Regions from separate parts of the Mus musculus genome. Here all the other regions are linked to region 1. The links are chromatin contacts, called in public promoter capture Hi-C maps. All regions are on one chromosome and are shown on one strand. The core of a region is the stretch at or near the end of the contact, and the rest is flanking DNA. Distances in the headings are between cores, read along the strand shown. Region 1 holds the start of Sptan1 (spectrin alpha, non-erythrocytic 1). Region 2 holds the start of Slc25a25 (solute carrier family 25 (mitochondrial carrier, phosphate carrier), member 25). Region 3 holds the start of Ciz1 (CDKN1A interacting zinc finger protein 1). Region 4 holds the start of Swi5 (SWI5 recombination repair homolog (yeast)). Region 5 holds the start of Tor2a (torsin family 2, member A). Region 6 holds the start of St6galnac6 (ST6 (alpha-N-acetyl-neuraminyl-2,3-beta-galactosyl-1,3)-N-acetylgalactosaminide alpha-2,6-sialyltransferase 6). Region 7 holds the start of Brd3os (bromodomain containing 3, opposite strand).

Region 1 (2,700 bases), core at 189-2,688:
TACATTCTGTTTTACTTAAGTCCAATTGCTATGACAACGCAATTTCTGAACACATTATTAAAATACTTCATATGGTTGGTTTCTCTTGTATTCCTTGACAGTCATAATAATTAGCTTTTTGAAAATACCAAGGGTAAAGAACAAACGACTTAAAATGTTTTGGGTCTCTATATAGAAAAACCTGATTATCTGAGAGGCTGAGGCAGGAAAATCCTGAGTTTGAGGCCGGCCTGAGCTATTCAGCAAATTCCAGGCCAGCTGGAGTTACACTGTAAGAGCCTGTAGAGAGAGGGACAGAGACAGAAACAGAGAGATGAAAGTCAACAAAGCCCTATGAAGTGTAGCAGTTCGAAATGATTTCACCCTTTCTGGGACATTCATTTAAAACACACCGACCCTTACTTACATAGAAGCCCTCTTGATGTGTGTGTGTGTGTGTGTGTTTGTGTGTGTGCGCGCGCGTGTGTGCATATGTGTGTGTGTAATTCTAGTACCTGAGAGGATTTTAAAATCAAATTTTTCCTGGAGAAGCATTTCATCAAATTTGCAGGGATAGCTTCAGACAAAAGACTGTTCTATCACTTCACACTGGCACAGCAGTAGAATTTGACCAAAAAAAAACCCCCAAAAAACAAAAAACCCAGAAGCCTTCGACTTAATGTCTTATATAGAAAGAAAAGAGCTGTAAGCTATTAAGTTATTTATTGGATTTGGATCTCCTCCAACCAAGCGGCACCGCATCTAACTATTATACTGGAGCAGGTCGGCACTGGAGAGAAAAGACATTTATTACCAGGAAAGAAAAAGGAGGCCTTTCTGCGGCCGGAGGGCCCGGGACCGCCACACAGGATGAAATTAAGGTCAGCGAGCCCTTCACTGCAGACAGGAGGCTCCGAGAGGTGCGAGCGCCGCAGTTGCGGGCGACGGGCGGTGCGGGGGCGCTCGCGGGTGGGTGCTGCCGAGGACCACCCCCCGCCACCTGCCGCGACGGGTGGGGCCGCGGGCGCAGGAAGGGGCCTTCGCGTACCTTCGGCGGACCGTGACACTCCAGGTCGCCGCCCGGCTCTGCCGCGCCCCGCAGCCCACGCGCCACAAAAGGCGGCGGCGGGGGCCCACGGAGCCGCCCGCGAGGCTCCGCAGCTCATCTGTCCACATCGCTCCGGTGCTCGGCCTCCCGCGGCCTTTCCCTTCCCGCCCACCGCCCTTTCTTACCGGCTCCTGGGGGTGAGGGGCGTGGGTCGCCGCGCTGAGGGCTGCTGAGGAAAAAGATGCGCCGCCGCGGCCCCTGCCTCACGCCGTTCGCTCCGCAGCGGATAGTGACGGCGGCGCGCGCGCACTGTGGCTTTTATAAGCGGCCGCGCGCGCCCCCGCGGCGGCCGAGCGCGAGCGTGAGGGAAGTGCCCCGGTTGGCGACGCGAGAGGCGGGACTCGCTGCTCCACTGCAGTACGGAGAGGACCGAGCGCGTCCGGAAGGAGCCGAAGCTGCGGGGCGGGGTGGTGGGGGTTGGGGTAAAGGACGGGAACGCGCTTGCGAGGGGTGCGGGGCGCGGCACAGAGCGGAGCAGCCGCCGCAGCCGCCCGCCGCGGCGTGGGACCCGAGCAATCCTGCCCCGCCCAGTCCGCCCTGCAGAGAATCTGTGCCGCACCCCTCCGCCCTGGGAGCCCTTCCGAGACTGCGGCGAAGGGCAGGGCGGGGCCCGCCGCCGCAGTCAGGCTGGGGATGTTGCTGCCCTGGCCGGAAAGACGCCCTGTCCCTTTCGGATGATCTCACTGGAATGTTGGCTCCCTCTTTGCACTTTTTCTGGGGGAGGCTTGGCTCTGGAAGACCCAAGTCTGCCTGTTCTGGTGGGGGATGGGGCCAAAAAAAAAAAAAAAAGATGATATAAGGATCCGTGTTTGAGGAGGTGGTAGGGAAAAAAATCCCGGTTAGGGAAAAAAAAAAAAAAAAAAAAGACTGATTTGTGGCGTAAGACTTTATTTCAGGATATGGAGAATTCTTCAGCAATCTTCCTGTTGCCAGTAGACAGAGTGTATTCGTCCCAGTTGATAAACGACATTACTATTTCTTTCCCCAGTATTAATTGAACTTTGCTGTTTAGCTGACACCGCACGTGCTTTGGGCTTTTAATCTCTGCTCTTATTTTACAAGGTAGATGTTGCCTTTCCCATTTTACAAATTAGCATCCTGATGACATAGAAGGTAGCTCTCTCCCCAGGTCAAGCACGAAGCAGCAATCAGAGAACCTAAGATTTGAACACAAGCGTTAAGCAAGTGGGTGCTAGACTTCTGAGAAAAGGAAAACACAATTTCTGTAATTTTTTTCTTATACACAACCCTTTTCAGGGCCTGGCTCTGAACTAAACTCTGTAGCCAGGCTCCCCTACTGCAAAAGCTCTTTCCCTTCCTCCATTTTGGGTGACAGCTGTGTGGCAACCATTGGAGTAGCACCCAGCTCATTCCTGTGTAGTCAGGCAGCTCTGCCAGGCATCAGCCTCCTGGTTACCAAGCCACCCTCCTATTTAAATAATTATAAAGAACTGGGCATTGCTCCAGAACTGGGATGAGGCCCAGTCCCAAGCTTCCTGGTCCTCTGCACTTTGGTTTCTGCTGAGCCTAGGATCTGCAAGGTGACTTCTAAGCTACTCTGACTGTAGGCATGATGGTGAAAGAACATTCCTAGTCATTTTCCTTGGAGAGGA
Region 2 (2,700 bases), core at 108-2,607, 2.5 Mb before region 1:
GTTGCATAGGGGTCAGCAGTACAGGAGCTATGGCTGTGCCACTGCCACCACTGCCACTGCCTGTCCCAGGCCCACCAGCTCCATCATCTTCTGTGGGCCCTGGAGCTTCGCCACCTTCTACAGCAGCTCGGACTTGGGCAACCTTGCGACGGACCTCGGTCTTGAGGTCGGACCACTTCTTCTTGACTTCGGGCAGCTCCCTACGGCAGGTGGCCACAGCGTTGACCCTTCTCAGGATGCCATGCCAGGCTGCACTCTTGGCAGCCAGAGGGACCCCAGCATTGAAGTGGTTCACCAGCAGGTGCTTCTTCAGTTCCAGTTCCTCCACGATGATCTCCACTTCCCGCTCTGAAAAGTTCATCTTCCTCTTCTTGGCTGGGACAGCCATGGCCTCCCCTTTCCTCTCTTTTTAAAGAAATTATAATGCTCTTAACAGCCCCAATTTCTCTTCTCTTCTTCCTCAGCCTCGCCTCTCTTTCACTCCCACCCCCTTTAGGGGGACAGGCAGGGCTTGTTCAAGGCCAAGTACCAGGCCTTAAGTAACCCCCCTCGCTACGCAAAGTGCGTAGGGCCCAGCCCTGACCGGCCCGACCGCCGCCAGCCAGCTGCGTAATGGCTTCCTGAATCTGCCTCTTCCGCTGGGGTGTGCGGAGATCCGCCCACTTCCCTTCTTCCCGCCCCTCGGCACATCCCTGAGAAGCCCCGCCCTCCAGGTTTGGCGTGGCTCAAATATCTGGCCGATCACTGGCTCTCCAGGCCTGCCATTCCTCCTAGAGGACACACCTCTTTGCTAGAACTGGCCTGGTCATTGGTCTAAAGTCTTGTCTGTCGCTTCAGGATGTCCGCCCACACGGACATTATTCACTTCCATTGGAAAAGCAGACTGTCGTTCAGTTCGTGTCGCGACTATTACGTTGTAAAATTCAGTTGTTTTATTGGCAGTTTAGAAGACTCCTAAAGCTTAGCCTCCTGATTTTGATTCGTGTTCTCGGTTTCGAGTCGTCAGCCCGTTAAATTTTCATTTTATTCAATGGTGCTGTGTTTTCTAACTTCAGTCCACAGTTACCCTCATATACATTTCATTTCCACTGTTAGCTACGATCTCTCCTTACACAACGCTCCTCTCAGCCTCATCATTCCGCAGTCTAAATAGAGCTTCTGAATGGGAATTGGACACAAGGCTTTCTGCTTGCCTATTACCCAGCTTCAGCCAATCCCCGGCTCCCTCAGTTTGAATCGCCTTCGAGCTGGCACGGTGACTCCGCCCCCTCATTGATCCCGGAGCCGACATACCGGCCTATGATTGGTCGGCAGTGCGCCAGAGGGCGCGGTCAGCGCCTCTGCGCGCCGCGGGGCGGGGCTCCCGGAAGCGGCCCCTCCCTCCAGTCGGCCGGCTTCTCGGAGCCCGCGCTCGCTGTCTGAGGAAAGCCGGCGTGCTTCCGCGCTCGGGTCGCTCTCCTGCCGCCTTCAGCCCGGCGTCCGGCGCCCCCGCCTCGCGCCCGATGGTGAGCAGTGTGTTGTGCCGCTGCGTGGCCTCCCCGCCGCCGGACGCCGCCGCCACCGCCTCGTCGTCCGCCTCGTCGCCGGCTTCTGTAGGGGACCCGTGCGGCGGCGCCGTCTGTGGCGGCCCGGACCACCAGCTACGCCTGTGGAGCCTCTTCCAGACACTCGACGTCAACCGCGACGGCGGCCTGTGTGTCAACGACCTGGCGGTGGGGCTGCGGCGCCTGGGACTGCACCGCACGGAGGGCGAGCTCCGGGTAAGTCTGCGTGCGCCGTCCGCGCGGGCGGGGAGGATCCGGGAGGTCTTGAGGAGAGAGACCGACGCCAAGGGGACGGGTCGGGACCGCAGGACTTCTCGGGCTGCTTTCTGTAGCCTGTCAGGTTTCGACGGACGCTGCTAGAGCTGAGCGGAACCCCTGGTGTTGGGGGGGATAGTGTCCCTCCACTGACAGATGGAAAGGAAATTCACACCTTGTTAGTGTGGGGCTCCTCAGGTGGGAGATGGGGCCGTGAGAAAAGCTCGTCGTGGCTACAGATGGGCACCCTTGGGTCTCTTTGATGGACAGAAAGCCCCCTCTACTTCCCTCTAGATAGAAGGACAGATAGATCTCAAGATTGCCCTACGGACCTCAAGGCCAAGTTGGTGCCCATCCTCCCTCAACACCTAGGTTCCTATCCACCCATTCTCATTGGCACCCCTTGTCTGTCTGTCTGTCTCTCGCTCGCTCGCTCTTCTCCCCCCACTCTCGTTTCCATGCCACCGGTGCCTCTAATCTGGTTGCTCACAGAGACATGTGGGTGTTGGGGAAGAAAAAAATGGGAACTGGGGTTCTAGGCAGATCAGTGTGGATGTGGGTGATGAAGACTGAACAGTTCTTTCTCATGGCTTAGACCCAGCCCCCCACTGCTGTTTCAGAACACTGGGTCATGATCCCTTTGTCGAATTGGAGTGCGAATATGTTAAAGAATCTGAAGAAAGATTCTTTTTTTGTTTGTTCGGTTGGTTTTGGGGATTTTTTTTTTCTAGACAGTGTTTCTCAATGTAGTCCTGGCTGCCCTGGAACGCCCTCTGTAGACCAGGCTGGCCTCGGAATCAGAGATCCACCTGCCTCTGCCTCCTGAGTGCGCCGGGATTAAAGGCCTTTGCCACCATCGCTCAATTGGAACTTTTTTCAAAAAATGAAAGTTAGATACATC
Region 3 (2,812 bases), core at 43-2,542, 2.4 Mb before region 1:
AGCCCGGTAACCCTGTACTTAGCAGAGTAGCCTGTGGACTTCATCTCCTGGGAGCCTGGTATCTTCATCTATAAGGATGCTGTTAGGGCCGCTGTGAGTGTTGGTAAGAATGAATGGGTTAGGAAGAAGCTGAGGGCCACGGGGAACTGCCATACCTTGCAACTGCTGTAGGAGCAAAGCTCTTTGCAGCATGGGGCCATTGAGCAGGGAGGTCGAGTGGAGGCCCTGGAGACTCAGAAGCTGTTGCGGGGATGACTGCTGGGGGAGGCCCCTGTGTGATGGGAGTAGGGTGTCAGAGGGGTCCTGGGAAAGCCATCTACCCGGAGGTCTCTCACCTCCATTCTCTCCATCTCAATGGCAGATGGAGGATCCCCTCCAAGGTAGAAACTGATGACATTTAATACTCAAACAAGGATGCCCCTGGGGAAAAAATAACTACTGGGAGCCAGGCTCCAAAATGTGGGTCTGAGCCGTCAGACCTCAGACTGCTCCTGGAAGTGGAAAACTCACCGGCTGACAGGAATGGACAAGGAGGCCTGTGGTGGGGACTGTTGCAGCAGCTGTTGGAGCTGCAGTATCTGCTGTTGCTGCTGCTGGAGCTGCTGCTGCTGGAGCTGCTGCTGCAACTGTTGCTGCTGCTGCTGCAACTGTTGCTGCTGCTGGAGTTGCGGGTTGAACATGGTGGCTGAAGGGGGTATGGTGGGTAGGGTCAGATCACCACTTTGGGATGATCCAGCTTCTCTCCCCTCCCAAAACACCCACCCCAGCATAACGCCTGCTAAGCTTCACCGCTACACAGTCCCACCCACGCCAAGAGCACGCTGCATTTATACCCGGGGCTTCGGGGCTTCCAGTTCTTCCGGTCAGCTGCCAGAACAGGATACACACACAGACACGCCTTCAGTTCTTTATCTTCCCTCCCATCTCTTCAACTCTGGCGGTCCAACCTTCTAATCGGAGCACACCTTTCCACTCCCATCTCCTGCCTGTCAGTCACTCTACACTTCCTGGTGCTTCCCGTGCACACTTCCCTGTTTTGGATTCCGCTGTCCTCTCCCTAAATTGTGTCACTTAAATCCATGAACCCTGGATGGGAAACGCTTCCGTCCGCCGCAGCACACCCCCACCCCGCTCCGTTGTCCCTCATCCCTCCACTCCCTTCCCTCGCAGATATAGCCAACGCCACTTAACTAATCCTGTGGCCTCGCCTGTCCACAAAGCCCGTAGGCTCTCTGCAAGTAGCCGCTATCCCTGCGGTCCACCCTTCCCGGGGTGCCCAACCCTCCTCCACTGTCGCTTCCGGGGCGGGCACCACACTGGCTCCCCCTCACCTCCCGGCAATCCACGAAAACCGAAACCGTGAAAGCCACGAGCTGACTCGTAAGGCGGGCTCCGGAGCTCCCGGGCTGCTCGGGACGGTGACCGGACCGGGACACTCCGAAGGCCCAGCGGCTGGCCACTCCCGCGCAGAGCGCCCTCTGGAGGTGCGGAGGCCTCAGCGCGGACGCCGCGGCGGGCGAACAAGCCTCGCGCGCAGGTCACGTCGCGGGGACCGCGACCAATCTGCAATCGCTAGAGCCGCGGTGGCTCCCAGGTGCTATGAGGCGCCGGGCAGCGTAGGCTCCTGTCCCCAGATCCCAGCATCGGGAAGGGGCGATTCTGAGTTCCCACGGCCGTCTGTTTATCTGGCAGGGGCAAAGGGGACCGACAGTCGGTCAGATCCCAACTGACCTCCCCAATGCCACCACTGTCCCCAGATCCCGAGCCCGCGTGGGGCTGGGACAAGAGCAAGCGGGCGCGCGTATGTGTGGTGAATTCAGCTTTAAAAAAATAGTTTTGTTTTTTACATTTTTTTAAAAAAGATTTAGTTTATGTGTATGAGTGTTTTGAACGTATGTGTATCTGTATATCGTGTATATCTTGTACATCCTGGAACTAGAGTTAGAAACATTTGTGAATTGTCTTGTGAGTGCTAGGAATCGAACCCAGCTCCTCTGCAAGAACAAGTGCTCTTAACCACTGAGCTATCTCTCCTCATCCCCGTTTTTTGTTTTTTTGTTTTTGTTTTTTTTTGTTTTTTGTTTTTTTTTGGTTTTTTTTTTTTTTGGTTTTTTTTTTTTTTTTTTTGGTTTTTGGTTTTTTGAGGCAGGGTTTCTCTGTATAGCCCTGGCTGTCCTGGCACTCACTTTGTAGACCAGGCTGGCCTCGAACTCAGAAATCCGTCTGCCTCTGCCTCCCGAGTGCTGGGATTAAAGGCGTGCGCCACCACGCCCGCCTCTCACCCCCGTCTTTTAAATATGTATTCTTATTTCAGGTGTATGAATGTTTTGCCTGCATGTATGTGTGTGTACTTTGTATGTGCCTAGTGCTTGCAGAGGTCTAAAGAGGGCATCTGATCCCCTAGGAAGAAGTTTGTGGATGGTTGTGAGCCACCTGTGGGAGTGCTGGGAGCTGAACCTGGGTCCTTTGGAAGAAGAACAAACGTTAACCACTTAACAAGTTCCCAAGCCTCTGATTTCCTTTTCCGTTTCATTGTGTTGTGTAGCAATGGCTACATATGGAAACTCACTATAGACCAGACTGGCCTCGAATTCACAGAAACCCGCTGGCTTCTGCCACCACGTCTGACACAGTTACTTTCTTTAATGGCTCTTACCTGCCCCTAAAAAGGTCCTGCCACTGCGGACACCCCTTAGCCCCACTGGTCTTGGCAATTCTTTTATCTTGTTCATCCCCCCACTTCGCGCCCAGTGTAGACTGAGAGGACTGGCCGCTCGGCGGCGCTAGGGACCGCAGAGGACAGATCACTACT
Region 4 (2,700 bases), core at 126-2,625, 2.3 Mb before region 1:
GGCCCTTGTATATACTAAACAAACACCCTAACAACTCAGCTCCACTCCTAACTCCACTGGGGCCGTTTTAGCAACACATACTAAAGGTACACCGCAGTACTTCCTAAACCTGCTTCCTAAGTTTACAACATGACAGAAGGGCAGAAACCGTGAAGCCACGGCTTTAGTGAACATGGGAACAGAAAGGGCACAGCCCTTGTCATCGCAGAGAGAAGTCTCTACAAATCTATGAAAATGCCAAACCAGACTTTTATGGTTTTTTTCTCTCAAAAGAAGCATGGGAAAGTGATGTTTCCCGTGAGATGCCTCACCCGCATCCCGTGCTTCTCACCACCCCAGTTGGAAAAGACATTCTGGCTGAATTTTAAGTTAAGTTCAGTTCCCCAAGACACTGATCAACACTATAACATGCGTTTTGCTCCAGAGAGATTACAGTCTCTCTAGAGAGCAGACAACCAAATCCAAACCAAACCAATCCATGTCAGCAAGGGGTGCTGACAGTGTTGTGCTCACACTAATGCTAAGTTAAGGGAATGCGGGCGCCTACAGCGTCTCCGCACTAGATTCCACACTTGGGCTCCCTTCCAGGTGGAAATGGGTTCTCCACCAGAGAAACGGGAAAAGGGGCAACAACATTAGGTGAGCAGGTGGAGCAATCCAAACCAGACTCGGAGTAGTAATGACAGTTTCGAGGGGGGACTGTGACGTAACTACATTCCACTCCATACTACCAACGCCCGAGTCGCCTACAGGGCCAGGACCGAGGACCTTGGAGACAGGTGCCCTGGGAGGTCTGGATTGGAGCGTCCGGAGCCGGGGGCTAAGAGACCCTGTGTCACTGACCAAAGTCACCTAGGGGCGACTGAGAGGGCGGGGGCTGGGTTGCTGAGGGGGCGGGGCTGGCTGAGAAGACTTCACTGGGGGAGCCCAGGGCGCTGAGGGGTTCTTCTACCCGTGTGTCTCGGGAAAGACTCGGACTCTGGTCATGGGTCCTGCCGTTGGAGGAGCTCGGGTGGGGTCAAGGGGCCGCGACCCGGAGCGCTTTACCTTTTTCTTGGCCGCAGCCAATTTGCTCTGCCTGGTTTCTTCCGACATCCCGGGGCGGGGAGGGGGGAAGCGGGGGGGCCACATCACCACGATCCCGGCAGCCACCGCGAAACTGCTTCCGGAAGCTACGGCTTCTCTACAAGGGCCAGAGAAGGCGGGTGCAGAGCGCCCCTTGGACGCTCGGAAACCCAGCGTGACCTACCTTCTCCAAGCCCATTGGCTGATGAGAACGATGAACGACAGGGAGGCGTGGCCACGCGGTCGCGAGGCCTGAGCGACGGGTGGAGTTAACGACGAGAGCTGCGCGCGCAGCCATGACCCCTCACAGCGGCCTATGGGAAGCAGGGGCGGAACCGCTTTAACTTGGTGCGTGCGCAGCCTGACGTGGGGCGGTTGGTGGTCTCCGTCGTCGGTTTCTAGTTCCCTGAAGCAGCCGTTTAACCCCAACCCTGGACCCTTCCGAGTTTAAGCCCACCCCACTCCGGGTGCCCCGGACCTTAGGGTTCAGGAGGTGGGTGAGGAGCGCGCCGCGCTTCGTTTTCCAGCCCTTGCCCGACCCCTCACGCCTCCTCACCAGGCCTCTCCGTAACCCGTTCTCCACACTTTCCCCTTCCCACGATGCGCACCCCGACCCCAAAGACCCCCACCCCATCCCAGTAGCTGGGTCCCGACCCAACCTCTTGCAGCTGCGGCTCCCGCGCCCCCTCGGTAACCCCATCCTCATCAGCCTTTTTCTCGGGTTCCTCCCCAGGGGTGAGTCAGAATTCAGCCGACTTTACCATGGCGGCTACCGATCACCGGTGAGTATATCAGCCCCACCCCTCTGCATCCCAGCACCCGCCGGTCGCCTCCAAGCTTAGCCCTTTCCTAATTCCACTCCTTCTCTTTCCTTTCTCAGACATGGGTTCCTCCCCTCCCAGTCCTACCTGCCCGATGCCTACGCTTCTCCAACCGCTCTTGCTCGTTGCTTTGTCCCCTCACCCAGCCTGCCACCAGTCCCTGCATGGTTCCCCAGTCAAGAAATATGTGCATCTTTATGCTGACCACTCCCAATGCCACCCCCAAAACTCAAAGTTATTCATTTCTCATCCTCAAAAGATGAATTTTTAAAGTACTCTTTTAGATGATTCGCTTCTTTTTAGTAATTTCTTTTTTTTTTATACCCCTTCCCTTTGAGACAGTTGTCAATACCAAAGATTAGAGGAGAAAGACCCAAATCATAGTGGCCAACTCAAAGCAAACAGTTGGTTAAAGCAAACATTTTAATTCGTGTAAACGGGTCCCTAAGGCGGAGCTCGAAAAGTCAGCCTCGGATTGAGGACGACAAGGCTTTTTAGAGTTCAGGGGTAGGGGGTTTCTAAATGGGGACTTGGTGGGGTTACAGAGGCAGAACATAAGCATACCCGTTAGTCCAAATGACCTCCTCAAAGACATGATTGCAAGATGGGCAGAACAAGGTCTTCCTTTTGAAACAAAGGTGGGGTTGCAAGATGGTTATAAACAACTTTTTGGAACAAAGACAAGACTGCCATCCCTGTAACAGGCCATGCAGAACCATTTGAAGTTAAGGTTTTAGGTGGGGCATAGCCCAATTCCTTGAGAAGCAGGTTTAATCATAAAGAGGATTGAGTGTATTTTGTACTTAATAAGATG
Region 5 (2,700 bases), core at 28-2,527, 2.8 Mb before region 1:
GAGGCACAGGCAGGGAGATCTCTTTTGAGTTCGAGGCCAGCCTGGTCTACATAGTAAATTCCAGGCCAGCCAAGCAGGGCTACACAGAGAAACCCTGTCTCAAAACAAACAAACAAACAAACAAACAAACAGCACTGGCTGCTCTTGCAGAGAACTTAAGTTCGATTCCTACCACTCACATGGTAGCTCTCAACTATCTGTAAGTCCATCCCAGAGGAGCCAACACCGTCTTCAAACTTCCATGGGCACATGGATGTAACCATACTTGCAGGCAAAGCATAAATATTAAAAAAAAAAGGGGGAGGCTGGAAAGATGGAAAGAGCACTGACTGCCAAAGGTCCTGAGTTCAATTCCCAGCAACCACATGTGGCTCACAACCATCTGTAATGGGATCTGATGCCCTCTTCTAGTGTGTGTCTGAAGGCAGTCGCAGTGTACTCATATAAATAAAAAAATAAATAAATCTTTAAAAAAACAAAAAACAAAAAGAGCCAGAATATGGTGGTGCAAACCCTTAATCTCTTAGCACTCTGGAGGCAGAGCTAAGTGGATCTCTGGGAGTTTGAGACCAGCCTGGTCCACATAGTGAGGTCCAGAACAGTCAAATCAGTGTAGAAAGATTCTGTCGGGAAAACAAACAAACAAACAAACAAAAAGCATCAGAGGGTCGAAGGCATGTGTCTAAGACCTCTGGGATACTTGTGTCCAAACGAGGGACAGGATCAGTCACCTCGGCAAGGGCCAGTGCGGCACCGCCCCCTCGAGGCGGTTCTCCGGGTTGCACCAGCCCCGAGTAGACGACAGCTGTCTACAGGTTCAGGCGACGGCAGGTTTCTCCCCCGGTGTGACAAGTCCGCACAAGGGAGGCCTACCACAAGCCACTGGGCGCCCCTCTGTCAAAGGCTTCCCTCCACCGGGCCCCCTCCAAACCCTCTCCTCAGGTTTGCACCAGAGGCTCTCGGATCCCCACCTCCGCCGGCGGCCGGCGGGGCGGCAGATGTTTCGAGCCCCTGCGAACTGCCGGCTGCCCGCCCGTCCGCACCGGCTCCCACCCCTCACCCGGCAAGTCGGGCCAGAAGTCGCATTCGCAGAACGAGCCGAAGGTGCAGCGCAGAGAAGCCACGTCCCAGGCGGCGGCGGCAGCCAAGGCCAGCCCGAGCAGCCCGAGGATCGAGCCCCAGGGCCGGTAGCCGTGCCTCGCCACCGCCATCCGGTTGAGGCCCGATTTCGGTCAGAGGCCGCCCACCGCCAGAACCTGTGAACTACAGCTCCCGGTGTGCACCGCTCCGAGGCAGCCACGCCCATTGCCTACAACTCCCGGCTCCCCTTCCTTGGGGCTCTAAAACCCACAGGTTGTCTCGCAGCAGTACTGCAAATAGGCCTCCTGGGGGAGCCCGCGAACCACCCAGTCCCGCGTTGCCATGGTCACGGGTAACTAGCGGCCCGAAACCTTACCTCAGAAAGAATAAAAGATTAAGAGAGTGAAACAACATAATAACAAAAACTTGAGCCGGACTTTACACTTTCCTGAGAGCCTTTTCCAAGCTCTTTTTAAAAATGTGACGGAAGAGTGCTCACAACCGCCTTTTGAGAATGTCTCTGCCAGTGTCAGGCAGGCGCCTTACATGGGATGCAACAGTACCTACTCTATACCCAGGGATGGTCAGCTCAATGAGATGTGGTCACATAAAGTGTTTTTGGCTCAGAAAATAGAACCTTCAAGATGGTTTTGTGAGCTGGGCGTGGTGGTGCATGCCTTTAATCCCAGCACTTGGGAGGCAGAGGCAGGCAGATTTCTGAGTTCGAGGCCAGCCTGGTCTACAGAGTGAGTTCCAGGACAGCCAGGGCTACACAGAGAAACCCTGTCTCAAACCCCCCCCCCCAAAAAAAAGCTGGTTTTGTAGGCAAAGACACTTGCCAACCGGCCTAAAGACCGGAGTACAATCCCCAGAGCCTACCTGGTGGAAATCAAGAACCAATCCTGCAAATTGTCCTTGAACCTCTCTACACGTGCGTGAGTTCACACACACACTCACAAAATGGATAAATAAGTAAATCAAAAGGCAGTGATGCAGCTTCACAAGTCTAAGGAACTCCAAAAGTGTGCTTTTTACTTTTCTTCCTTTGTCTCTGTCTTTTCGGGACAGGGTTTCCCTGTGTAGCCCCAGCTGTCCTTGGACTAGCTCTGAGGCAGGCTGGCTTCAAACTCAGAGATCTGCCTGCCTCTGAGTGCTGGGATTAAAGGTGTGTACCACCACTGCCCGGCCCCTTCTTTTTTCTAAGCACACCTCTCTAACACTTTGGGTGTCACTCCCTAAAGCCCTCTCTGACTATCGCGAGGCTAGCCTCTTTGTCAACTAATCCAAATGACATGGCTTTTTTTCTTTCTCCATCCTCCTCCTCCAGGCAGCATCTGAGATTTAAAGCTTGCCTGCCCCAGGGTTTTTCTTTTAAACCCTAATAAAAGTTTCTCAGAGCTTAAAAAAATTTGCATATATATGTAAATGAGTATTGCTCTTTCTTACCAGCTACTACTACACGCTAAAGACTAATATAAATCCAAGGAGAGGGGGTCCCTTATTGTCTTGGTTCTATTGAATTTGGAACCCAAGACATTAAGCTTCTTATCCAAGTTTCCTAGTCACTGAGCCATTGAACTCAACCCACCTCCAGGTGTGGTCGAAGATCTAATATCAAGA
Region 6 (2,898 bases), core at 137-2,636, 2.6 Mb before region 1:
CCTGACACCTCCAGCATTCAAAGCTCCCCTGGGTCTGGCCACAGCTCCCAGACAGACCACCGTCTTACTACCCTGTCTTGCGCATGCCCCGTGCTCCAGACACTTGGAGCACTCCAGGTCCCAGGCCCACGCCCCACTTTCCCACCTTTGCCTGAGCAGTGCCCTCAGCCAGGACTACGGTTCCCCCGGTCAGGCCCGTCACGGTCCTGCTCTGAGAACGCCATGGTCAGAACAGCGTATCAGGTGCCAGTGCGAATGTCGGGTCCACACTTACTGGCTGGGGGGCCTCGAGCAAGCCATGTGACCTCTCTGAGCCTCAGTTTCCTCATCTGTGAAATGGGAATAAGAACTGGTAACTCCTGGGGCGACTGGAAAGATGCATGCATTTGTGAAAAGGAGAGCCGAAGGCTTGAAAGTACTATATCAGAAATCCTAAGCCTTCGGGTTACTCCGTTCAATGCCCGCCCCTGCACAAGCCTGTCCCAGAAACAATCCTCCCCCTCTTGACCCCAAGCCGGGGACTTCCCTTATATTACGAAACATGCTCCGGAGCTACGCAAAGCATCGCCTGCCTACACACTTTTCAAGGCAACGCCTGGTAGGTGCTCTTGCTCCCCATTTCACAGATGAGGAGACTGAGGGATCAGAGAGGCAACGCGCCTCGCAGGGAGCAGGAGCAAGCGGGGGAGGGGGGAATCTTGTAGTGTTTGTTTACAGGGCGGAGCCTGAAAGGGTCTCCCGGGAGGGTCCCCTTGTAGCCTGTGCGTGCGCCAGACATCTAGTTCGGCTCGGAGTGGCCAGGCCTGGTGGGGAGCTGCTGACTCCGCTGGGGAGGTGGCAGCCCAGAAGCCTAGACTCAGCTCCAAGGCTGGACCTGCGGAGGCTGAGCTCTGGGCTGAGGGTGAGGGCCGCACCCTGAGCTCGCTCTGGGGCTTCTCCAGGTGACGGGAGCAGGGTACCCCCGAGTGCCTCGTGAGAGGCTCAGCCCCGCTCCCCATCTTCTGCCGCTGCACCCTAGGGTCAAGCATCCTATCCTGACCCCGGCTCTGCAGGGGAGGGGTGCGGGGCCGCGGCAGGGTCGCCCCATCTCCAACACGAGAGGCCCAAAGAATCCCGCTAGATCTCGGGGTGCAGTTAGCAAGCAGAGTGGGTCTCGGGGAGCCCTGGGGCTCCCCCCTTATCAGCGGCTCCCCACTGCCGAGGCGCAAGCACAAGCCCCCTCCCGCTCTGCTGCCCGCCCCCGCGCAGCACCGGCTCACCTCCGCCGGGGAGCGCCCGGCCCCCCGCGGCCCCCGCACCCCGTCACATGGCGCCGGGAGCCGAGAACCGGGGTCCGCGCCGCTCTGGCCGCCCAGGCCCCGCCGCAGCTCCAGCCCGCCGGGTCCTAGCGCCGGCGCTCGCAGTCCCGTTAGGGCCGAGCGAGAGGGCGGAGCCTCAGGCTGCGGATGGCCCCGCCCCAGGGAGGTGCCAGAGAGGAGAGACGCTCTCCCACAGCACCCTCGTGCCCCGCGCCCCATCCCAAATCTCATCCATTTCTCTCTCTCCAAATGGACACCAGGACCTCGGATGGGGAATCCGAAACGCGGAGATCACTGGGTTCGAACTCTGGTTATTAATTACCTGGACTCCCCCTCGTAGAGACCCAGTAACCATCCCCTAGGCAGCTTGGTACTTCATCTCCTTATCTCCGGAAAATGGAGAGAGCAACGTTTGAAAACGTAGCTTTTGATGGGCCTGGTAGCTTAGAGGCCTGCACCCTACTTAGGAGATAGAAGAGGGCGGAAGACTGTTGCAAGTTCAAGGCCAGCCTGATAGACATAGTGAGTACCGGGCCGGCCAGGGGTACATGGAGAGATCTTGGCTCAACTCTCTTCATCCTACCCTCAAATATTCGTTGCACTATTTTATGTGACTAAAAGGAAGCAATCTGGACCCAACCAACTGGATGGCTCAGCAGTTACAAATACTGGCAACTCTTCTAGAGGACCTGGGGTCCACTCCCAGCACAGTCCTAGGAGGATCTGTCGCCCTCTTCTGGCATCCATGGGTACTGCACATATATGTGGTACACAGACATGTGGAAGCAAAACATCCATACACATAAAATAAAATGAAAAATTAAAGAAAAATGCAACCTGAGGGCTAGGGAGATAGTCAATATGTCAGACTCGATGCCGTGTTCTGCTTCTGTCTTTCGAAACAGGGTTTCTTGGTGTAGCCCTGGCTGTCCTGAAACTTGCTCTCTAGACCAAGCTGGCATTGAACTCACAGAGATCCCTCTGCCTCCCCAAGTGGTGGGATTAAAGCCGTGTGCTACCCCCGCCCAGCGACGTCACGTGTTTGTAATCCCCATTCTGGGGGTGGGAAGAACAGGAGACCCCTCCAGCTAGCTTACCCTTTCTGGGCCTCCCAGGTCAAGGAAAGAACATTGGAGGCTGACCTTTGGCCTCCAGACATCCAGGGATGTGCATGTATGGACACAGGGATGTGCATATGTAGCCTGTTAGAAAGCTGGTTACATAAACAAAGACTGCCTACCCATAGTGTTCTAAGAGGCTGGGAACGAGGGTTAACGTGCATGCCTGAGAGGGTGATGGGGAGATTTAGGAAGAGAAAGCATGTTTAAAGAGTTCTGTTTTGTAATTACTTAGGAAAACATCATAGTAAAACTTTCCATTCCCCACCCTAGGTACCTATTAGGTCCTGCAGATGTACACAGTGAAGGTCACAGCTGGACAGTTTGAAACACAAGAGTAGAAATAGTCCAGATATCTACTAACAGGAGAATGGAAAGTTTGTTTGTTTGGTTTGATTTGGTTTTCTTTCTTTCTTTCTTTCTTTCTTTCTTTCTTTCTTTCTTTCTTTCTTTTTTTTCTTCGAGATAGGGTTTCTCTGTGT
Region 7 (2,700 bases), core at 70-2,569, 2.5 Mb after region 1:
AGAGGAGCATCTAGGTACCTGTTGTGCCCCTAATAAAGTGTTGGATGACATTCTTGGGTGTTGCGTTTTTATACCACGGCTTGATCTTCATGGCCATCAAGGGTCTTCTCCCTGGAATTACATGATTGAGCAAAACTTAGACTGGCCAGTGTCCCTAGAGACCCCAAGCTGGTTTTTGTCTCGAACTAAGATGGCCTCATTTCCATACTGGGAGTACCACATGCTGCGGCTTCTGCTCAGGTATGTACTAGGTGGTACAGACTCCAACTTCTGCTGCTCTTGTTGCCAAATGAGCAAGGACGTATCCCTGTACCGGAGGCGGGCATAGGATTCTGACAGGGCCTTTTCTGCCAGCGGGACTCGCCCACTCATCCCACAGGCCCAGCGTCCTGCACACCTGGCTTTCCTCCTAGGCCAGGAACAGCCGGCTGCTGTGCTTTGTAACTAGTTGGCCAACAACCTTGATGGCTGTTGGGTTTGGGAGTCCTTGTTCAACTTAATAGTGAAAGTAGGTAACTTAGACCTTCCATAGGCAAGATCCTCAGGAGGGCAGGAGAATCCAAGACACATCTCTGACCATTCAGGAGCCACGTGAGAGCCATTCCAGACAAAGTGCTCTAGTGTTGACAGTGACTCCACACCACTCCTGGGAAGCTTATCAGGTGTCCACTGCCGCTGCAATACTGCTGAGCTCAAAGAGATGTATCCAGGGTGTCTGCAGCAGGGGCTGGCCTGTCCACCCCGCTCAAAACACAATGGGGATGTGGACTAAGCGTTGGTTCAGGTCCTTTCTTCTAGCCAGTCTTCCACTCTTACCAAGGGTGACACTACAAAGGGAAGAAACTGTCGGAAGGGGAGGGGAGTCGGGGACAGGCCCAGCATGGGCCTCACCACCAGGAGCAGCCTCTATGGGCCAGAGTGTTCAAGCGAGGTTACTCACGGATGCAGCTTGCTGAGCTGAGCTGAGCGGAAGGATGAGGCGGATGGACAATCGCAGGTCCCTTAATAACCCACAGACGGTTGGCGGTCCCAGGGTCTCCTCTCCGCTGGTGAGAGAAGCGGTCCTCAGCTATGGAGTAGAGAGCTACTGGAAGGAGGAAGGATGCGAGCCCTACGCCCCAGCGGCCAGCAAAGTCACCGCTTGCCCGGATGCTCCAGCGAAGCAGACTTTGCCACCGGCGCTCGCGGACACGCGTGGGCCTGCTGACGCAAGGGATCCAGGTCCCGGGCAGAGCCAGGAGGCCGCGGCTACGTCTCCATGGCAGCGTCGCAGGCGTGGCGAGCCGAGCACCGAGGACCAGCCTGCAGACGGACACATCGATCATTCTGTGGGCGGGGCCAAAGACCTAGAGGGAGAGGAGGAGCGTCCAGAGGGCGGTGGGGAAGGAAAGGGGAAGGACTGGAGTGGGAGGGGGAGCTTGGAGAGAACTTAGGTTAGGGGGCGGAGAGAATAGGGGGAGGAGGAGATCCAGAGAAAAGGGAGAGGGGAGGAGCTTGAAGAGAGGAGGAGCCGGAGAAAGAGGCAGAGCGAGATCCAGGATAAGGAGAGAGTGGAGAGAGAGGAGGATCCCGAGAAATTTGGGAGTGTGTAGTGGGGGAAGAATCTAGGAGATGGGGAGGCTCTGGAGGGGGGAGCATGAAAGGAATGCTAGGAGAAGACAGAGCTAGGGAGGAGAGGATGAGGATTGAGAGGAGGAGCCTGAAGAGGCAGAGGAAGAAGAGGCGTTTGGGGGAAGCAGAGTGGGCATTGCAGAGTGGAGGGGGTGGTAAACACAAAGGGAGAAGCCAGGATAGAAAAGGAGCCTGGGGAAGACACTCTGGAGTCAGGACTGGGAGGGAGATGGGGCTAAGAGCTGGGGAGAAGAGCTTGGGGGCATTGTAAGGAGGAGCATGGAGGGTGAGGAGCGGCTAGGAAACCTGGAGGAGATGCTGAAGAGGGATTAGGAGTTAGCATTAGGCACCTTCCCAGTTCTCGATCCTAACATGGTTTCTGAGGTTTTCTTTCTTTCTTTCTTTCTTTCTTTCTTTCTTTCTTTCTTTCTTTCTTTCTTTCTTTCTTTCTTTCTTTCTCTCTCTCTCTCTCTCTCTCTCTCTCTCTCTCTCTCTCTCTCTCTCTCCCTCCCTCCCTCCCTCCCTCCCTCCCTCCCTCCCTCCGTCTCTCTCTTTCTTTCTTTCTTTTTTTGTTTTTTCGAGACAGAGTTTCTCTGTATAGCCCTGGCTGCCCTGGAACTCACTTTGTAGACCAGGCTGGCCTCGAACTCAGAAATCCACCTGCCTCTGCTTCCCACAGTGCTGGGATTAATTTTATGTTTGGGTTGGAGCTTTTGTGGTCTGGAGTTTGACGCCACGGCCTTGGGCATGTTAGGCAAGTGCTCTAAGGCTAAGCTTTGTCTTCAGTCCTTATTTTCTTTGTGCAGTTTCCTTCTCAGACCTATTGCTGTTATTATTGACATCCCACTCAGATGATGGGCACATTTGTTTTCAATTTATTTAATGTGGTGTGGGATGCATCATTTCAAAAGTAGCTGCGAAATTCCGCCATTCCACATACTGCTCATTTGAATTGTCCTAAAGCCCCAGGAAAATTCAGCATACACTCCTATTACACCCGACCAAACACTGTGACCCCGTGTCCATCATTTTTCTGCATAAGTTCTATTTTCACACTTTAGTCCGATGCCAGTTAAGAATATTGACATC

The links. Promoter capture Hi-C pulls out the DNA fragments that hold promoters and counts their contacts. Capture Hi-C pulls out chosen DNA fragments and counts their contacts.
Region 2: a contact with region 1 is called in a promoter capture Hi-C map of pre-B cells, with 4 times the contacts expected there. The contact joins the promoter of Slc25a25 here to the promoter of Sptan1 in region 1. A contact is called at or near these places in 2 of 39 promoter capture datasets (liver and pre-B cells).
Region 3: a contact with region 1 is called in a promoter capture Hi-C map of neutrophils, with 5 times the contacts expected there. The contact joins the promoter of Ciz1 here to the promoter of Sptan1 in region 1. A contact is called at or near these places in 5 of 39 promoter capture datasets (the C10 cell line, liver, neutrophils and 1 more).
Region 4: a promoter capture Hi-C map of liver shows a contact between it and region 1, with 4 times the contacts expected there. The contact joins the promoter of Swi5 here to the promoter of Sptan1 in region 1. A contact is called at or near these places in 5 of 39 promoter capture datasets (cranial neural crest, hippocampal neurons, liver and 1 more), 1 of 484 Hi-C or Micro-C datasets (B cells) and 1 of 115 datasets of contacts at active chromatin or transcription factors (astrocytes).
Region 5: a contact with region 1 is called in a promoter capture Hi-C map of pre-B cells, with 3 times the contacts expected there. The contact joins the promoter of Tor2a here to the promoter of Sptan1 in region 1. A contact is called at or near these places in 3 of 39 promoter capture datasets (liver and pre-B cells).
Region 6: a contact with region 1 is called in a promoter capture Hi-C map of adipose tissue, with 3 times the contacts expected there. The contact joins the promoter of St6galnac6 here to the promoter of Sptan1 in region 1. A contact is called at or near these places in 1 of 39 promoter capture datasets (liver) and 1 of 9 other capture datasets (adipose tissue).
Region 7: a promoter capture Hi-C map of liver shows a contact between it and region 1, with 4 times the contacts expected there. The contact joins the promoter of Brd3os here to the promoter of Sptan1 in region 1.

Annotation. Positions count from the first base shown.
Region 1 is chr2:29,964,298-29,966,997 of GRCm38.p6, reverse strand. It overlaps Sptan1 (spectrin alpha, non-erythrocytic 1), which reads right to left and starts at 1,438. Exons shown (of 57, transcript NM_001177667.1): 1 at 1,213-1,438.
Region 2 is chr2:32,450,127-32,452,826 of GRCm38.p6, reverse strand. It overlaps Slc25a25 (solute carrier family 25 (mitochondrial carrier, phosphate carrier), member 25), which reads left to right and starts at 1,357. Exons shown (of 10, transcript NM_001164357.1): 1 at 1,357-1,760. The coding sequence starts at 1,503. Naif1 (nuclear apoptosis inducing factor 1) reads right to left here and starts at 2,370. Exons shown (of 2, transcript NM_194335.2): 1 at 1-2,370. The coding sequence starts at 388.
Region 3 is chr2:32,361,678-32,364,489 of GRCm38.p6, reverse strand. It overlaps Ciz1 (CDKN1A interacting zinc finger protein 1), which reads right to left and starts at 1,292. Exons shown (of 17, transcript NM_028412.2): 1 at 1,192-1,292; 2 at 511-685; 3 at 156-271. The coding sequence starts at 680.
Region 4 is chr2:32,286,744-32,289,443 of GRCm38.p6, reverse strand. It overlaps Swi5 (SWI5 recombination repair homolog (yeast)), which reads left to right and starts at 1,375. Exons shown (of 5, transcript NM_175190.5): 1 at 1,375-1,558; 2 at 1,799-1,847. Golga2 (golgi autoantigen, golgin subfamily a, 2) reads right to left here and starts at 1,118. Exons shown (of 26, transcript NM_001080968.2): 1 at 1,048-1,118. The coding sequence starts at 1,095.
Region 5 is chr2:32,755,811-32,758,510 of GRCm38.p6, reverse strand. Tor2a (torsin family 2, member A) reads right to left here and starts at 1,277. Exons shown (of 5, transcript NM_152800.3): 1 at 1,061-1,277. The coding sequence starts at 1,211. It also overlaps a transcript of Ttc16 not described here.
Region 6 is chr2:32,605,473-32,608,370 of GRCm38.p6, reverse strand. It overlaps St6galnac6 (ST6 (alpha-N-acetyl-neuraminyl-2,3-beta-galactosyl-1,3)-N-acetylgalactosaminide alpha-2,6-sialyltransferase 6), which reads right to left and starts at 1,386. Exons shown (of 7, transcript NM_016973.3): 1 at 1,260-1,386; 2 at 275-329. The coding sequence starts at 300. Gm52551 (a long non-coding RNA gene) reads left to right here and starts at 470. Exons shown (of 2, transcript XR_003954025.1): 1 at 470-598.
Region 7 is chr2:27,441,055-27,443,754 of GRCm38.p6, reverse strand. Brd3os (bromodomain containing 3, opposite strand) reads right to left here and starts at 1,319. Exons shown (of 2, transcript NM_001360791.1): 1 at 941-1,319; 2 at 1-827. The coding sequence starts at 372. The coding sequence ends at 118.